Linked DNA regions of Gossypium hirsutum: region 2 is linked to region 1. Evidence: chromatin contacts called from public Hi-C data. All regions are on one chromosome and are shown on one strand. Each heading gives the region's core, a stretch centred on a gene start, on an enhancer-like site or on the middle of the called end of the contact. The rest is flanking DNA. Distances are from core to core; before and after follow the strand shown.

Region 1 (3,411 bases), core at 212-2,711:
TGCAATTATTATTAAAAATATTGTGCTAATTTTAAAATAGAATTGTTATTTAAATAGAACTCTAAGCATAAAATAAAGGAAAAAGACAAAAAAAATTGTGATAATTATAATTATAATTTATTGTTATTAGTTAAAAATTTGACGATGCTACTTTTATTAAAGTAAAATATAGATATTACTTAACTAGAATTCTAAGTATCTTAATTATCACTTAACTAATATTAGATTTAATTAAAAAATTAATAGAAATACCAGGCATGCTTTATTGAAAAACCAAAAGTAATAATAAACTGATCACCCATAAATGTAACCCAAATAGAAAAATTAAATTATAATTATAAACTATTCTCATCAAATTTAGTAAATTTTTTTATTTTTTAAATAGAAAAAATGCGAATTAGTTTATATTTTTTTAGCTTTAGTACATTAGGTAAAATATATTTACTTTAATAATAAAATAAAAGGGCTTTTATGAGTAAAAATCATAGATTAAGAGCTTATTTAACTACAAAAATAAGTTGAGAGCTTGTTTATTAAATAAAAAAGTGAGTTGAAGGAGAATAAAAGGAAAATAATAAATAAGGAGGGCTTAGAAGGCAATTAGTCACGTTTCAACTTTAGTGCCGCCACACCCACAGGCGGCACCAATTCACTTTCAAAATTTAAAATGGTAAATTTGCATGTGAGGTCCTTGAAACTACATATCATTACATTTTAGTCCTGTGCCGCCTATGAAAAAGGCACCATCGGTGCCACCTATCGAAAAGGAACCTTTGGTGCCGCCTTTCCATTACCCTCCTTCAGCCTTTTTTTTATTATTTTGGTAAAAAAATTATTTCTTTTGTATTATTTTAGTAAAAATCCCTATTAATGTAGTGTTGGGTTGTGAGAAGTGAACTAATATATAGAAATTGGTGGCAGAGGATACATGTTTTGTGGGGAAAGAATGACAAGATTTTTGAGGTGAAGAATGCCCGCTACTTGCAAAGTAAGTACACATTTATGATTTAGTTTGTTGTTGAAAGGAGGAATGAGGGTTGTGATTGTTGACAGGCAAATAGGGGAGAAAGCGAGTGTAGAGTACATAGACAAGTCAGGACATATCGTTCAACTTGAAAGGCCATTCAAGTACAACAGCTGCCTCAACAAAATCCTGCCTTCTCTCTACCCGACTTCAGATCCATAAATCTAGCATTTTAACCATGTCTTTACATTGTTTTTCTTTTCTTAGTTTCTCTTTATTATTTATTATTATTATAATAAATTTAAAGCAAAACAGAGTATACATTTAGGTTTCCATTAGATATTTCTTCCCATGCAAATAATTTCTTAATTTACGTACGATACAAATTGTACAAACCCAAAAATTTGCCCAGGGCCCAATTGCAAAATAAATACCCAAAGCCCACCTAAACCTAACCCAGCTACCAGCTCAATACACCCCCAGAGCCCAATACATTAAAGCCCAACCAGCCCAATTTCCCCCCAAAAAAATCAGGCTAGGGTTTCAGAAAAGACACCCTAGCGCCGTACCTAGGCACTGCCGCCCCTTGACTTTCGGCCTTCTGACGCTGCCACCGTCCCATCGGCGCCGCCCGCAGTCACGTCGACCCACCACTTGCGCCGTCACCTGCAAGGAAGAAAACAAAGAAAGCAACCAAACAACAGAAGAAAAATAGAAAATAATAGAAAAATGTAATTTTTGGGCTATAAAAAGCCAGAGATTATCAGTGTAAGGGCTTCGGCTTCCCCTATTTTACAAACATTTTGAGAAATCAAAAGCAAACAAAACCATTGAAGGTGATTTTTGCCTTTTACTCCTCTGTTCTTCTTTCACTTTTCATAAAAATAATCTTTATTTTCGATTTTTTTCTTTTAAAAATAAAAAAAAGGGACTTACCGAGCCGACCGCAACCTCGCCGTCGGAGGGTTTCTTCTCCGTGTCCGATTCGGGCCTAAGGGAGATTGAAGCCCTCTTTTCTTCGGTCTGGCGAGTCGAGCGAGCATGACTCTCAAGGATGACTTTTAACGAAGGCTGAAAAACCTGTTCTGTGCGACGTCGGCCTTGGGTCACGGCGACAGAGCGGCGGTGGCCGGAGGGTTGAGAGAAAAAGAAAAGTTTCTGAAGTTTTTTTTAAAAAGATGGTGGCTAAAATGAGGGTATCAGAAAATTTGGGTTTAAATACCCAAATTGAAACGGCGCCATTTTGAGACGCCCCTGACCCGCGCGGTGACCCGACACAGGGGGAGGATCCGCGCGTTTTCTAAAAATGGGATATTTTTGCAATAAGTCCATCCACTTTTGTGGTGTGTTCAAGGCGGTTTCTTTATTTTTTTTACAATTTTGGCCACAAATTTTCGCATCCGTTTCAATTTAGTCCAGGAACAATGCGCCTGGGCCTTGGTAGAACGGCGCCGTTCGATTAATAGGGATAATTTCCTAACTGGCCACTCTATTTTTCGCGCGCATTACATTTTGATCCCTTACTCTGTTTTATTTTTGATTTCGGCCCTGAGATTTCGTTTCCATTTTAATTTAGTCCTTTTTTTTGTTTTTTTATTTCGATTTTGCCCAGTACTTTTGTTTTTATCCCTATTTAGTCCATCTGTTTTATTGTTGTATTTTATTTTTATATTTATCTGTTTACTATTCTATTTTTATATCATATTGTTATTTTTGTAATATTATTACTTATTATTATTATTATAATTGGTCTTATATATATACGTGTATTTCTTTTTATATATACATATATGTTTCTATATATTTACATACATACTATTTGTAATATATATATGTATACATATACACTTACTTTTTTATAATTTATTTATACACGCATATATTTATAATAATGTACATATTTCTAGTTTTTATAAATAATACATATTTTTACATATATATGTTTTTATTACTTCTATTTTCATAATTTATATATATACCTATATATATAAATATTATAATGTTATTCACTATTATTGTTTCATTTGGTGTTAATTTATTTATTTATTTACATGCGCATTATTATTTTTATTTTATTTAAGTGCTTTAATTTTTTTATTTACTTTTATTTGTTGATTTCTTTTCATTATATATTTGCCATTTTATTTATTTATCTTTTCTTATTTTACTTGTGTTATTTACATTATCATTATTATCATTATCTTACATTTTACTCGGATTTATCAAGAATAAAATTTTTAAAATAAGGTAATGTTTTGCGTTTGGGAAATTCGAGAAAACGTGCCCTAAGCTGCTGGATGTCGATTTTTCTCGTTCAACCAAATGGCTAAATATACTTTTAAAAAATTTTTAAAATAAGGCAATGTTTTGCGTTTGGGAAATTCGAGAAAACGTGCCCTAAGGTGCTCGGTGTCGATTTTTCTCGTTCAACCAAATGACTAAATATC
Region 2 (3,978 bases), core at 756-3,255, 36 kb after region 1:
TGACTAATGGTTTCTCAAGTTAACCATTGCCTTTGCCACTATATCAGTGATTCATCTCCAGCTTCTGCCGAGTTATAAAAACAGAATGTGTCAATCATTCAAAGTTTCCAAGGAATACAAATGAAATAGAACTAGTGGACTCTATTGATTAGGGTTAGTACCTTTCCCAGGTACGATTATGACAGGTGCGGATTTGCAGTTGTGGAAGCAATACTCGCTTACACTTCCTTGAAATACACTGCAAAGGTATGAATATGATGAGAGAAGAGCAAGGAATAATGGAGTCATTTAGTTTTTCCATGTATTTGGAGGATATTTTAAGGCATAGCCACATACTCATGTGTAGATATACGTCCAACACAGGTGTTAAACATAAGAACATTCAGAAAAGTGAAGAACCGGAGCAACATATGGCAAAGTAAAACAAGCACCAGCATCTATATAGAAAGATGTAACATGAAATTGAGGATTAAATCAGACCTTTGACTTAAGCTTCTACCACGAGTTCCCATAACCACTGCTGCTGGCTTCAACCTCTCTGCTTCCTTGCAAATTACCTTACCAGCATCCCCTTCAACTATTCGAGCTTGAGTCCTCACCTAATTCGAAGAAACTATAAATTTCTGAAAATCCAAACACCAAATAATTTTGACTCTCAAAGCTATATTGGAACTAGGGGCATGCAAAGGAAACACTACCCTAAGGTTTAATTCAATTATAATGTATAAATGCCAAAACCAACAGATAATTGTGTACTCTAACTAGCATATCCCGTTGAAAAATTAAAAACAATCTGTTCATATTGATCATCTTAAACCTTTAAATAGCTAAAACAGTGAACCATCTTGACATTTGACAGAATATTCGAAAGGCTATGGACCAACGAGGGTTCTTTTATACATGTATACCAAAAAAAAAAGACATGCACTTTTTGCGCCTTGGAGGGTTTATTCCTTGCACCATTGACGACACTGACATTGATCAATTTAAAACTTTAGGTGCAAATAGGAGATCAAATCATGGTTCAAGATTTTAGTTGGTCAATGTTGTTGATTTATATTTGAAGTTTGGACGTACCCTATAAATGCTATTAAAAGTTCTAGAAATGAAACTAACCAACCTCTATTTTGCATTATGCACCTAAACATATGTAGATATTACAATTGATTCCATGGAAATTGTCAGTAATCCGAATATATCAATGTACTCATCTATGGAAATAATAGACACAACGATGGATGGCTCAATAATCAACCTAAGTTAAAATGTCCACACAACAGACATAATGATCTCGCAATAACAATTCCATACTAATGATGCAAATGATAATAAAAGATGAAGAACTAACCATGGCAACCTCAAAAGCCTCGACAGCTAACTTCTCCATAAGAGCTTGACTAGTTTCATAAACCACATCGTTTCTGACACCTATAAAGAAAAAAACCCAGAAAGGAATTTGAGAAATAAGTAAGATAATAATCTAGAAATCGATTATTTTCCATGACATAAGTTATAACTGGAAACAGCATGGACAAGATGGATGGTATCAGCAAGCCTGAGGAAGTGAATAAGAGCCCAATCAAAGGCGTGTTTGCTCTTGGGACCGTGATCAATAGCAATGAGTATATCTCGGCCTCTCCTTCTCTCCCCTGTTTCCCTCTCTAGTGCTGGCTCTGGGACTACTGGGATCAGCGAAGGCAAATTTACTTCTCTGTAATTGTACTCTTCATCTTCCATCACCGTCTCCATTTTCTTGATTAATTCCCAAAATGAAAGAAAATAGAAATCTTGTTTTCGTTTCTGAATTCGGGTTTTCCTGGATTTTGTTTGATTTGCTAGAGTTTCGTTGTTGGAAGAAGATGAGTTGAAATATGAGATCGAACTTTTGAATTGTAGCCGCCATAGACGGGCGCATGAATTACGTGTTTCAATTTTGAAACCGTGTCGTGTGACTAGTCATAGATTAGGCAGGTTTTCCAGTAAGAAAAGTAGCTTGGTACCACCCATGCTTCCCTTGATTATTTATTCTTTTTATAATATATTTAGGGCATGTTTGGAGAGTAAATTAATTAGATGAAAGTGTAATTATTAGTATACTAATTATTAAGGTAGTTTTTGTAATTACGAAGAATTATAATTCTTTAGTCGTGTTTGATTAACAGAGTGTAATTATATCGTAATTTCTCATATAATGTTTGATAGTAAAAGTTGTAATTACAAAGTTATAGCATTTATATTTTTAAAATATTAATTACTATAAAAATTATTAGTATGATAAAAATAATTTTTAAGATAATTTTTTTTAAACAAGTAGCAAAAATTATATGTTATGTTAGTATAAAAAAATAGTTGATAATATGATAACTAATAAAAATAACAAGAAAAGTAAATATCATATGCAATTTTATCTAATTGCTATGGTGCATGTTTATTGGGTTATTCCCTCTTTAATATTTAACATGTACTCCTTATCATTATATGTTGGTCCTTAACCAAGTCATCATCATCTGAATTTGAATCCGCATCATTAAAATTATCAAGATCTCTTTCTTCCATGTACTCTATGCAGTATGGATCGTCTCAATTCCCTCTATGGTTGTAGTTATGAAACATACAACATGCTAGTAAGATTCAACCTTGATTTTTATGCTATACTAAGATAATGTTAATATGAGAAATGTTTTTTAAAACAACAATTGTCTTATCAACTACATTTCGAAACATTGAATGTTTAAAATTAAAGAGCTTGTGAGTTGTCTATGGTGTTTGTGTTTGGCACTGTTTTCTCAAATGGTATCAAACCTCACGATATCGTGCAAGAGAACCTTTTCTATTTTCATAATTAGCATCAACCTTATAATATATGAGTTTATAGTCCAAATTAGATTTGATCATGGGCTGGACCACCCACCTAGGCCCGAAGTTCTGCTCGAAAAGTGGGAGGATTTCGACAAAAATGTAGGCCCAAAAAATGGGCTTGGACAAAAAAGGTTGTTTTTTAAACGGGCTAGGGCTCGGTAGGATTTTTTGGCCCGGGATCGACTCTAATCAGCTTATACTTTTTTTTCTATTGTTGTTTGTTGTTGTTTTGTTGCCATTTCGATATTATATTGCTACTATTTTGTTGTCATTGTTTTGATATTGTATAACTATTGTTTTATTGTTAATTTTGCTACTATTTTAGAGGCACTTGCTTGTTAAGTTGCAACTATCTTAGTATTTTTTTAATTATAGTTTTTTTTAAATGTATTTTCAATTTGTTGAAAAATATTATTTTAATGTTTTTAGTGTATTTAAAATATTATATTTTTTAAATTTGTTTTATATAAAAAACTTAATACAGACGAGTTGGATCAGGCTTGGATTTAGCATTTTTAATTTGGGCCAGACTTGGACAAAATTTTAAGCTCATTTTTTGGGTCAGACCGGGCCCGAGCATAGAAATGGGCCTAAAATTTTACATCGGTCTGGCCCAACCCATGCTAAGGTCTAGTCCAAATAGTTTGTAGCTTTAATTATAAAAATTTATATAACTTAATTTGGAGAAAAACTTATGCTAGGTTAAATCTATTTTTATAATATGTAAATTAAGTAAAAAATAATATAAAATTTATAATATATGATCTTTAGAAAAAAATTTATAAATTGTCCAAAACTTCCATAACACTTCTTATAAATAATATAATTTTTCTATAACTTTAGAAAATTATTTTTTTTCACACCCTAGTTTGGCAAACTGGATTAGTTTGGGAGACTATATCAGTGGTGACCACCTAAGTAGCGAAACTTAGACCGGATGAGGTCGATAACTTCATGGCGGAGTGCTACGAAGAACCTTGCCAACGTTGTGGAGTGTCAGTCCGAGAGATAGCGAGATTATAGTTAGGGCGAGGGCCTTATTAGGCGAACTTTCCCGCTAATAAAATCATCACCTGTGTTTTAGTATTGTTACTTAAGTAAGTACGATGGCTTGTAGGA

Evidence for each region. A called contact is a pair of places that touch in the nucleus more often than the background predicts.
Region 2: a contact with region 1 is called in a Hi-C map of leaf, with 2.4 times the contacts expected there. The contact joins the promoter of LOC121224634 here to the enhancer-like site in region 1. A contact is called at or near these places in 8 of 34 Hi-C or Micro-C datasets (hypocotyl, leaf and petal).

Annotation. Positions count from the first base shown.
Region 1 is chrD12:3,811,765-3,815,175 of Gossypium_hirsutum_v2.1, forward strand. No RefSeq gene overlaps it. Among protein-coding and RNA genes, the nearest start is that of LOC107947401, 3.3 kb to the right of the region's middle. Within about 2 kb of position 1,462, at least 1 of the 9 cell types and tissues checked has an H3K27ac peak or open chromatin away from gene starts, as enhancers often do. A contact at or near this core is called in leaf, where this site is marked.
Region 2 is chrD12:3,847,020-3,850,997 of Gossypium_hirsutum_v2.1, forward strand. It overlaps LOC121224634, which reads right to left and starts at 2,006. Exons shown (of 5, transcript XM_041108251.1): 1 at 1,518-2,006; 2 at 1,349-1,428; 3 at 481-599; 4 at 162-238; 5 at 1-64. The coding sequence starts at 1,749. The coding sequence ends at 39.